Regions from separate parts of the Capra hircus genome. Here region 1 is linked to region 2. The links are chromatin contacts, called in public Hi-C maps. All regions are on one chromosome and are shown on one strand. The core of a region is the stretch at or near the end of the contact, and the rest is flanking DNA. Distances in the headings are between cores, read along the strand shown. Region 1 has its middle 77 kb from the start of DHX35. Region 2 holds the start of FAM83D (protein FAM83D).

Region 1 (6,012 bases), core at 2,384-4,883, 110 kb before region 2:
TTGATTAGGGATTTAGCCCCTGCAGCCAAATGGCAGAGGTGGGACCCCTCTTCTGGCCCCAAGAAGCCTCCATCCTCACCTGGCTCTCACTGTTAGCTTGGGGCACCCCTGCCAAGGGAAGGGAACACCTGGGTGACCTGTGACCAGGCATCTGGCGCTGCCTGCACCTCGTGGTGCAACCATGCCCGGAGGGTGGCAGCTGGTGCAAACAGGGCAGGAGAATGTAATAATAATAGCTCCTCCTGGCTTAGCATCCAGGTGTGTCAAGAACTGTCATAAGCATTTTAGAAAAGTCATTTCATCCCGGCCACAGTCTTATGCGGTTGTTTTAACACGTACCCGGGATTTTGTTGTAATCTGGTACAGTAGCTTGACAGACACGGAGACAATGTCTTGAAAGAAGAGTTTACTAATCACAGTTTCCAAGAGGAGGTGGCATGACCCACCACACAGGACCATGGGGGGAAGCACCAGAGTCAGTCGGGAGGCAGGAGCAGGGAGGGGAGAGTGAGGACCAGAGCCTTCATTGTGCTTTGCACAGGAAGTGATGGGTAAGACAAGGTAAGCTGTTTGGGATTGGCTGGTTTGAATAATTTAGTGGGCTCCAGGCTACTGGGGGCTTCCCTGCTGTCTCGGATGGTAAAGTATCCACCTCCAATGCAGATCAACCCAGGTTCAATCCTTGGGTCGGGAAGATCCCCTGCAGGAGGGAATGGCAACCCAGTCCAGTATTCTTGCCTGGAAAATCCCATGGACAGAGGGAGCCTGGCGGGCTATAATCCATGAGGTCACAAAGAGTTGGACCCAACTAAGTGACTAAGAATGTGGGCTACAGGGCTTGTCTCTAGCTGCACCTGTGCCTGGCCCTCAGGTGATGGAGGGCAGGGCAATTATCAGTTTGGTTTGCAAGTTAGAAAAAAGGAGATGGTTGGGGTATTGGTTCTGGATGGATGTGTTTGCAGGTGAAAGGTGTGCTCTGGTTAGTTGTTTGCTAGGAATTTCCTAACCCGGGGAGAGGCAGAGTCTTCCTGGGCTGCAAGATACCAAGATGCCAAAGCATCATTAAATATACACACAAAAAGGCATGAATTATACAGAGATAGTCTATTGTCACCTTCTTTTGAAAGCAAGGGGCTCAGCCTCCTGCCCAAGACCCACAGCTGGGAAGTGGTGATAGCAGGTCACGAACCTCAGCACTGCAGCTCCAAGTCCAAGTTTTTAACCACCTGCCACACTGCCTCCTGCCAAGGCTGCCTCCCTGGCCAGTACTGCTCACGGGCTTGTCTACAGTCCGGACTGGGTTGGAGTCAGGCCCCTCGAGCCTTTGGCTGTGGCCATGGCCTTGACCTCATGCCCCTGGCACAGAGGGGCACCACTCTGTGGTCAGGCTGTAGCTCTGAGCATCATGACCCTGGTGAGTGCCACAATGCTCCTGGCCACTAACCAGGCACTCCAGCCACTTTAGGCTGCAGAGGAAGTATGGCCACAGGGGCAAAAATGCAGATACGGGGTGCCCGGTCGGGGGGTGGGGCCACACATCCCATTGGCCCCTACGATTTTACTACCGCCCACCTGGCCCACCTGCTCCCCCTACAGGTCCTCAGATTTGCAAGGAGCTCGGCGGTGGGGCAGGGGGCTCTGAGGGTGGTCACCTCCCCTAAGCTGGCTTTTCATCCTCCTCTGTCTGCCCCACCCCCCTCTGAAGGATCCTGGCAGACCAGGTCAATGATAAGAACTCCATAAAGGTTAAGGGGTTATTATTCGATTTGAGCTGTTTGTAGCATCACGAACTGTCAACTGGGGACAGTCATGTCTTCCTCTGGGAGGTGCTCAAGATTCAAGGACCTGGCGGCTCACGGGCACGCAGCAGGGAGCGTATCCACTGGGCAGGTGGCGAGAGGGGGCGAGGGGGCCCCGGCAGGAACCGTGGGCCCTCGCGATCTCGGGACCCTGAGCCGGGACTGCAGAGACCGGGCCGCGCAAACGCGTGGCGCCTGCGCCCCCTACCGGCCGCCGCGCGCAGCACCAGCCCGAGCGTCCCGCCGCCTCTGCGGCGTGCTAGGCACACTCAGCTGTGCAACACGGGCCAGGACTCGGGGCTGGAACTGGCCTCGCCCTGCGCAGATCCCGCGGGTCCGCGGCCCGCCGAGGACACAGGCAAGCCCGGGGGGCACAGGGATCCAGCACAACATGCATCCACCTTGGCCATGACCCCTGGCCCTCAGTTCCTCCTTGCAAGGAAGAAAGGGGCAATGTCCCTACAACCTCGTCCTCAAAGGTGTCTCTGCCTTCCCTCGGGTCCACTCCCACCCCACGTGCGTGACTCTTTCTGTAATTCCAAATCTCGGTGTGTCACTCCTCCATTTGACACTTCAGACGAAATGGTGGTCACACAAAACCTTGCTTTCCTGCTATAATGAAACACGGATCGAACAGACCCAATTTGGGGGGACAAGAAGCTGACCAGCTCAGGGTCACCAGCCCCTTAGGAATCTCAGGGGATGGAGGCGCCCGGAGCTCCAGGCTGCTTGGCCAGGAGGGGACCCGGTCTCCCAAAGAAACAGACTTACCAAGGTGGGTCCCAGCTCCAGGAGCCCATTTAGGCCATCATGGCCTGGGTCTAATTGGATGATTATCATGGTGCTCTGGGAGCTGCATAACCATCACCCCAAAACTCGGTGGCATGAAACTACCGCTTTATTGTGTCCGCAGGTTCTGTGGGTCAGGAATTGGACAGGGCACAGAAGCGATGTGTTGCCTCTGCTATCTGGGCCTCAGGTGAGGGTGATTCTAAAGGGGCTTGAGGATGGAGGATCCGCTTCCAAAAGGGTATCTTCACGGTCATCCTGGCTCTGGGCAGCGAGGGCTGAGGCTGTTCCCCCTGTGCCTACTGGCCGTCGTCTCTGGCATTCTGGCCTTCTTAGGTGTCAGCTAGATTCCATCCTCATATTTAGGAAATGGGTCCCTCCATTTCTGCTGGAGGGAAGAAGGCTGAGAAGGAATCCCCTGGAGCAGCTACACAGCTTGGGGGCATTAGGGTGGTGCCGTGGGAAGCCGTGGCTCAGAAAAACATCGTGAGTTGGTTCAACTCTCACTTTTCAAAGCCAGGCACTTATAGGGAAGAAAAGGCCATGCAGGAAACGACAAGGAGATCGAGACACTGGGGCAGGGTTCTTCACACTGCCCTGCCCCTCCATGTTTGCTCTGCCCAGGGGAAGCAAGGTACCAAAAGCGGGGCTCCTTTTCCACCTCAGCAAAGCTGGAACCTCCCAGCCTGAGCTGGCACTGCCTGCATATGGCCAGCAGAGGGCAGCACAGCCTCATCCTGTGGCAACAGATGCTGAGTGGATTAACAGGACCGACTCTGTTGGATGGAACTCAGGGCCACATTGAGGACCCTCTGCATCTCTGGCTAAGGAGGGGGCGCAGCCTGAATGTGCGATTATCTTCCAGCGCATGAGCTCCAGGGAGCAAGGACTTGGACGTGCTCGATACCGTTATCTCCCACGGCCTCATCCGAAGGAGACGTCGATACGTATGAGGGTGTAGGTGTGAGAGGAGTGTGTGTGCCCTTCAGGGTGGGTGTGTCCCCGATGCCACCACTCACCTGAGTGTCCGGCAGCCCCACACGTCTCCCGCTCACATTGCTCCCTCGAGAAGCCCCAGGGTCCTGAGCCCCAGAGTCAGTAAGGCCTTACTCCAGGCCTCCGTTGATGCCTCCCACACTCATCTCTGCCCCCTGCCCAGTCTCCGGCCACCTCTGCCCATCTGGGGGATCCTCATCGCTACATCCCTTTCTTTCCTGGGGTGTCTTTGAACCTCTCTTATTTAAATAAAAGGAGTCCTCCTTGATGAGGGTGTGGGGACCTGCCGATCACAGCACCAGGGAGGCTAGGACAGGTGCGCAGGGACGGAGCGCAAGGGAGCCTTCTGGGACACAGTCTTGCTGAGAAGAGCAGAGAGCCCTGATCTCTGAGAAGCTCCTGACCTGGAACCTTTCTAGAGCCCCAGCACCAGCACACGTGATTGACTGATGTTCTAAGTTATTATTCTTATTGTACAGAGAAGGAAACTGGGATGAAGATGGAAATCGTATGTTATCAAGGGTCATGGAGTTGTCTGATTGTGAGACCGGGGGTCTTCTCCAAACACAAAAGAGTGTATTTGGAATTATTCCATTTAGATGACATTCTACAAAAGGCAAAACTAATTCACAGTGGCAGAAATCACACTACGATGCTTGCCGGCAAGAGGTGGAGCGGGGTTGACTACAAAAGATCTTGAGGGAAGTCTTTGGATAGAAGCATTTATACTGGACTTTGATGGCCGTTTGGGATTTGTGTATTTGTCAAAACCCACTGAACTATCCAAATAAAATGAGAGCCTTTGTTATATATAAATAAAGGGTTTTTTTTAACTTTTGAATTTACATTTTTATTGAAGCTAGTTGATTTACAATGTTGTGCTAATTTCTGCTGTACAGCAAAGTGACTCAGTTATACAAACACATACATTCTTTGTATTCTTTTCCATTATGATTTATCCCAGGATACTGGATATAGTTCCCTGTGCTACACACTAGGACCTTGTTGTTTATCCATTCTCCATTCTCTGTATAATAGTTTGCATCTGCTAATCCCCAACTCCCAACCCATCCCTCCTCCCCTCTCCTCCCCCCAGGCGAACACAAGCCTGTTCTCTGTGTCTATGAGTCTGTTTGTTTCATAGATAACTTCATTTGTGTCATATTTCAGATTTTATGTATAAGTGATATCGTATGGTGTTTGTCTTTCTCTCTCTGACTTACTTCACTTAGTAGGACAGTCTCTAAGTCCGTCCATGTTGCTGTGAATGGCATTCTTTCATTCTTTTTTATGGCTGACTGTTTTTGTTTTTAATCCAGGTCTTCAGACTCAGATTTCAATGCACTTGCCTCCATCACTTAGGAGACGTGGCTTGTGCCTGCAAAAGTTGTTCTCACACCCAACGGGTGTCAGAATGCCAGCTGGGCACAAACCAGGAGAGCATCCAGGAGGGAGCCTGGGTGAAAGCAGGAGCCTTTCATCCTAATTCCAGCTGGACGGACTAATCGATTGGCTAAGATCAAATGTCAAAAATTTACACCATCGGCACTTTCTCAGAACTGGGCCAGACACCGTCATCATTCAGGAGGGCTGACTTTGGTTTACAAAGCTGGCAACAGGAAACCCGCCCTGTTTCTCTGGAAGCTGGGATTCCATGACCTCACCGCCAGCTCCTGGACAGGTAAACGGCTCCAGAATCTCAGTAACTGGCACAAGTAATGCTTCCTCCTTCTGAGTCTGCAGCCCAAGTCAGGAACACTCAGCATAAGTGATAATATCCTTTTCTCCAGGCAATGAAAAGTTTAGAGTCAGACTTAAATTCAATAAGTTCCCTGGTGGCCTTTTTGAATTTGCATGCTGCCACGCTAACCTGGCCCAGATTTCTCCCCCTACAAGGCAATTCTTGGAAAATCAGGCATCAGTGCTCATTAGACTGGTTCTTAATGTCCAGCGAGCCAATAACAAGAGGGGAGGGAGCCCCACCCCAGGGCAGCAAACACAGCTGAAGTTCCTGAGCTCCTCGGGGTGATCAAAGAGCATCAAAGGATTTTCAAAGCCTTGACGTATCCTGTTCCTTGTAGCCTCCAGGCTTACTCTGAGGGCAAGAAGGTTCCAGAAACACAGTGCCAGGAGCTGAAATGGAGGACAACAGTCCCCATGGGCTGAGAGCATCAATTCCATCTTAAGGATAAGATCATCAGGAAGGACTCATGAGGAAGTAATCTGTCTTATAAATCCAGCTAAGCTTTGCCCAGATGTGTCTATTCATACATTTTGGAAGGGTTTTTCTAGTGAATTCATTGGCCTCTCCTGACAGCAACCAAGGGGGGCTGCATGCCTTTCTTTCCTTGGTGGTCATCCAAGGCCCACTGCTGTTGCCAGCTTTCCGATGCCCAGTGAAAACTAACTCCACGCTGGGGTATGTAGA
Region 2 (5,849 bases), core at 1,757-4,256:
AAAGGTACATACCAACTTTCTCACTTACAACGGTTCACGTTCCAAATACAGAATCTTGAAGATACAGGGCAGAGAACAAGGCAGGAGGTTCTACCCAGGAAGGCATTACAGAATGCCTACAAGACAAAGGGGTCTGAGCATCAGTCCTGAGCCCCTTCTAAGGCCAGCACTGAGTGGATGGACTGGTCTTAGCTCTAGCGCCCCTTCAGTACTACTGAAAACGGGATGTAAGCGACTGAAAAAAGTGAAAGTGAAGCCGCTCAGTCGTGTCCAACTCTTTGTGACCCCATGGACTGTAGCCTACGAGGCTCTTCCGTCCATGGGATTGTCCAGGCAAGAGTACTGGAGTGGGTTGCCATTTCCTTCTCCAGGACATCTTCCCAACCCAGGGACTGAACCCAGGTCTCCAGCATTGCAGGCAGACGCCTCACCATCTGAGCTACCAAGGAAGCCCAAATGTAAGTAAGTGAGCTGCTGCTGCTGCTAAGTCACTTCAGTCGTGTCCGACTCTGTGTGACCCCATAGACAGCAGCCCACCAGGCTCCCCTGTCCCTGGGATTCTCCAGGCAAGAACGCTGGAGTGGGTTGCCAATTCCTTCTCCAATGCACGAAAGTGAAAAGTGAAAGTGAAGTCGCTCAGTCGTGTCCGACTCTCAGCGACCCCATGGACTGCAGCCCACCAGGCTCCTCTGCCCATGAGACTTTCCAGGCAAGAGTACTGGAGTGGGGTGCCATGTAAGCAAGAGGTTAGGGCAATTCCTCTCTCATAGAGACCCACTCATTACTTTTCCCAAGTTCCAAGTGCCCAAGTTCTCCCCCTAGAGGTGATCATTGGGAATGCACTGCTGCTACTGCTGCTGCTAAGCCGCTTCAGTCGTGTCCAACTCTGTGCGACCCCATGGACAGCAGCCCACCAGGCTCCCCCGTCCCTGGGATTCTCCAGGCAAGAACACTGGAGTGGGCTGCCATTTCCTTCTCCAATGCATGAAAGAGAAAAGTGAAAGTGAAGTCGCTCAGTCGTGTCCCACTCTTAGCGACCCCATGGACTTCAGCCTACCAGGCTCCTCCGTCCATGGGATTTTCCAGGCAAGAGTACTGGAGTGGGATGCCATTGCCTTCTCCGTGGGAATGCACACCTGTTCTAAAAAGGTGCGTTTTCCCATCTTTCCAATCTTCCCACTGAACTCACAAATGTCCGTAGCATCAAAACGACCCTCAGCATACTCAATGCACCGCAGGGCTGATAACAGCCTAGGTGGTGCCCATATATCCTCCCACAACGGCAAGGCAGTAGCCTACTGGATCCCCTACCCACTGCAACCCCACCAACAGGCAAAGGGCACTGGGCATCAGGAACACTGGTAAGTCAGGACTTGTCCCCAGCTTGTCTACTTCAACCAATCGGATGTACAGATACCATAACCACAGTCAGACACATTCAGCTATAAGCCCTACCAAGTCTTACCACGACCTGGAGCTTTAACTGCATTTTCTCTGTCACAGGCAAACAGCCAGGAAGCTGGGCACTGCCAGTCAGCAAGCAAGTTGGCAGTTAATCATGGCTCTGGAGGGAGGTGTCTGCTACACCCTGCCAGCCCCTGCCACCTTGGGTGCCGCATGCTTTCTCCCTGATCCCTCTGTACCCAGTACCCTGGGTGCAGTCTCATCCAGGCTGGCAGGGAGACAAAATCTCCCACCGCACCCCAATACCTTATCACACTTAAGAGCCAGACAACGGCACCAAAACCCACCGTGGAGAGAAGACTTAACATGGCTTTCGGCTTTTTTTTTTTTTCCAGCCTATGGAAATGCAAACTCCCTGCCCCACCCATTCACTGAAGGTGCAACTTCCCCTCCAGGCTGGCAGGAGGGGAAAGGGCCAGGGCTCTTGGCCCCTCTGGTTTGCATCTGCTTTCTACAAGACACGTGGGGGTAACTAGCAATGAAAGACTCGAAACTCCCCGCAGCTGTCTCTGGGGACAATCTTTCAGGAATTTCCCCCTAGGTTATGCGCTTCTTAGGTCGTACACCTCTTAAGGAACTCCTGAAAGTGGGATCTAGAGTTGGCTGACAGCCAATCCGACAACTGGTTTTTAACTGAAAGCTGGAACGGACAGGATTTCCGGTCACCCTCCCAGGGAATGTAAATGTTAGGAGTTTGAACTTGAGCACAATTCGCATTCTTGGGGATGGAGACTCCTCCCACTCTCCCAGGCCACGAGGAGCGGACGGGGAGGGGATCGGGGATCCGAGGGGATACACACAGAGTGGGGAGAGTTGGGGAACCCCTCGACCAACCGGCCCGAGCTCCTAGCAGACCTCAGTTTCCCATTTTTTGAAGACGGTGTCCCGTGCGACCGGGAACCGAAGAGACCCGAGGGGCCGGGCCGCGCCGCTCACCTCTCGCGCCGAGCGGAGCTGCTGGCGCAGCGCGTCCTTGCAGCCATAGGGGCCGCCGGCGCCCGCGCAGCGGGGCTGGAAGTGCGCCTCGACGCGCGTGGCCCCGCGGTAGGCGCCCTGATAGAAGGAGGGCCAGCCGAGCTCCAGCAGCGGCGGCTCCAGGTCCGACTGCTCGGGGAAGTAGGTGCCGGACGAGCAGTCGTGCGACGAGCCGAAGGAGTCCTCGGCCGCCGCCGCAGCGCCCTCCTCGCCGGGCCGCTCGGCCGCGCGCAGAATGGCGCGCACCTCGTCTGGGTTCAAGAAGCGGCCGAGGCGTTCGCGTCGCAGGAACGCGGAGAAGGCGTCTGGGCCGCCCGCCAGCAGCTCCTCGAGCGCCAAGCGCCGCTCCTCGCTGTACAGTTCGGCCAGGTTGGGCGGCCCACACGGCGACAAGCAGGCGGCAGGCAGTTCGTCCAAGCCATCGTATCTCAAGGCCATGGCGGCGCTCGGACGCTACCCGGCTCGGGCCAGTACGGGCGTGCGGGACGCTTTATAGTCACCTTTGAATCTAACCAGCCCGCGCCATTGGCCGCCCCGCCCCGCCCGGGCTCTCCCATTGGCTGCCTTCTTCTAACGGCACCGTCAGGGCGCAGTGCTTGCCTCTACGGCTCCACCACTAACTTGCTATTGGTGCCCCGCGGCCCGGCCTCTCCCCGAAGCCCCGCCCCTCCCAGGCCTTCGTTAGACGGCGATTGAGACCATGTTCTCGCTCCAGGGTTGCTTGGTGGAATTTAAATCTTGGCTACTACGTGCCTGCTCCGAGGTGGCGTTCCTGCTCTAGCCCTGGGGGGAGCTGAGTTCATCAAGATAGCCGGTGCTAGGCCTAAGTGGCCGTGGTACCCGGGGCGGTGGGACAGGCAGAGAGCCTGGATTGAAACCCGAGAGCCCGGCCCCCGCGCCAGCCTCGCGCGCCCTCTGCCGCCCGCCCCACAGCGCGGCCCTCGCAAGGCCCAAGGAAGTCAGGAAAGTGCACACAGAGAGGCTGGAGCCTGCTGGGGCACGCTGACCCACTGACTGCGCCTCCCCAGGGCTCACAGAGTTTGAGCGAGGTTCAGCCATGTTGCCTTTATCCCCAGCATTTAAATCGTTCGTTCGTTCAAAAATACGGGTCCAACATAATAGCTACTCGTCTGATTTCCCTTCAGGGTAGCTAGCTTTCTCTTCTCTCACCTCACCGTTTTCTGCCTGGTGAACCCCTAACCCTGGCTAAACCCCACTCTCCACCTACTTTCCACCTGCACCCAGGCAGACATACAATTCTGGAGAAAAGAAAACACAATTATGTCTACCAATTGTGCCTGAAATTCATGGTCTCAAGTGGGCCCTTAAGGTTGCCTGCTAGCCTACATTTCCCTACTTCTACCTCTTCCTTTCTTACTCTTAAGAGTTTGCCTCCTATTTCACTGAGGAAAATAGTAGCAGTCAGAGAAGATAGTTCCACATGCTCCGCCCACATCTTCCTACCTGTCTGCATCTCTGCCCACATACTGGGCCTTGTATTACTATGGATGAACTGCCCCTGAGCTTGTCTCTGATGCCTTCCATTTGGGCAGTAATCACCAATCCCTCTACTACTAAGCTTTTGTCTCTAGCAATTCTCTCGTTCCTGGATGATCAGTCTCCCCGCTTTACTGTTTCATTCCTATTAGCATACAAATATGATGAAATATTCTTCATCCTTCAAACAACCCTCTCTTGACCCTACATCCCTCTAGAGCTTCCTCCCCATCTCTCTCACTTTTATAGCATAAAGCCTCAAAGGAGTTGTCTGTACTTGCCATCTCCAGTCTTCCTCCCATTCTGTCTTGAATCCTGTCCAATCAGACTCGTTCTGCTCAACCAAAACCTCTTGTCATGCTCGTCATGAGGGACTTCCCTGGTGGTCCAGTGGTTATGAATCCACCTTCAATCCCTGGTTGGGGAACTAAGTTGCCACATGCTGCTACAACTAGAGAATCTGTGTACCACTAAGGAAAGATCCTGCTAGACACAACTAAGACTCAATGCAGCCAAATTAATTAATTAAAAGATCATCATGAGCTCCACAGTGCTAAATCGAATAGCTCATTTTCATGCCTCATTCCCTTTGTGTGAGAAGACATATGTACAACTGTAAAGTCTTCATAAATGTGAGAGGTTACCACTAGCATTTAAAAAACAATATACTTTTCAAATCAATGTATGTCCACTGCTACACAGAGATCTCTGTTCATCCTCTCTCTTCACAGACCCTGTTTGTGAAGTTTTTCAAGCCCAAGTGGTGGGAACTTCTGTGTCCCTGTCCTGGCAGCCAGCATCCAGAAGGGTCCAAGAGAGCACCCTTTTTCATCCTCTTCCAAGATACCCACAAATTTCTGTATGTGATGAAAGCAAGGACCACTGTCTGGGGCCGTGTAACCCTAGAGCTTATCAATCTCTCCATTGCCTGAGGTCAGAAGTGAGGATAACCACGGTCTTACCTGCTGAGTTGTTGTAAAAATGTGAAGCAGTATTTGACTTCCCCACTGTAAACTATATGAGGAGGACAGGGATGGAGTGGGGAGAAGAGGACAGGTCAAGAGAACAGAAGAGGGGGCAGCCTTGTTACATATGTCATCAGACAAAGTGTGGGGAGAGAATGTTATAGGAGCTGTCACAGGGCTCCATGTTAATTTCAAAAGCAACATTTGATAGGATGAAGGTCCTTTCTTATTTTTGCTGTGCTGGGTCTTCCTTGCGGCACGTAGGCTTTCTCGAGTTGTGGTGCAGGGGCTTCTCTTGTTGCACACGCAGCATGGGCTTAGCTGCCCTGAGGCATGTGGGATCTTAGTTCCCTGGCCAGGGATCAAACCCGCACCCCCTGGATTGGAAAGCAGATTCTCAACACTGGACCACCAGGGAAGTCCCTGAAGGTCATTTTCAACCACTCTTATTTTCTTGATTTCATCCTGTTTCACCTTCTTGCAGTCTAGAATGATACCTGCTCCATGGCTAAGCCCTCAGGCCTCCCTGTGATTCAGGGGCCAACCAGGAGAGGCCTCTGTAGTGGGGGCAGGGACGGGGAAGCCTTCCCTGCCATCTATCCCAGGCATCACCTCTTTGTGAATTCAAATCCTTATAGGTCAAGCAAGTTCATAGCAATGACCACAGTCACACCGAGCAGGTGTTATTAAAAGGCATTTAATTCATCTTAATTAAAAACTCTTTAACAGCGAATTCTGTCACAGGCCTTGGCAACTGGAAGCGACTCCAGGGGCACGCCCCTTTGGGATGCGGTTGAGCCAGGGTCTCGAATGGCCCACCACTGCCACGTGTGGCAAGGAGCTTACCTGGAAGTTACTTCAATACAATATCAAAGATCTGCGAGGATTCTTTTTTAAAAAAGGTTTTAAATATATTAGACTCTCTTGATTGCCATTTTTACACAAAGC

What was found. Hi-C and Micro-C count contacts between places; a contact is called where the count stands out from the background.
Region 1: a contact with region 2 is called in a Hi-C map of blood, with 5 times the contacts expected there. The contact joins the enhancer-like site here to the promoter of FAM83D in region 2. A contact is called at or near these places in 3 of 5 Hi-C or Micro-C datasets (blood and liver).

What each region holds. Positions count from the first base shown.
Region 1 is chr13:67,411,077-67,417,088 of ARS1.2, reverse strand. No RefSeq gene overlaps it. Among named protein-coding and RNA genes, the nearest start is that of DHX35, 77 kb to the right of the region's middle. Within about 2 kb of position 3,633, at least 1 of the 5 cell types and tissues checked has an H3K27ac peak or open chromatin away from gene starts, as enhancers often do.
Region 2 is chr13:67,302,908-67,308,756 of ARS1.2, reverse strand. It overlaps FAM83D (protein FAM83D), which reads right to left and starts at 3,006. Exons shown (of 4, transcript XM_018057863.1): 1 at 2,401-3,006. The coding sequence starts at 2,877. It overlaps PPP1R16B (protein phosphatase 1 regulatory inhibitor subunit 16B), which reads right to left. Exons shown (of 11, transcript XM_018057861.1): 11 at 5,583-5,849.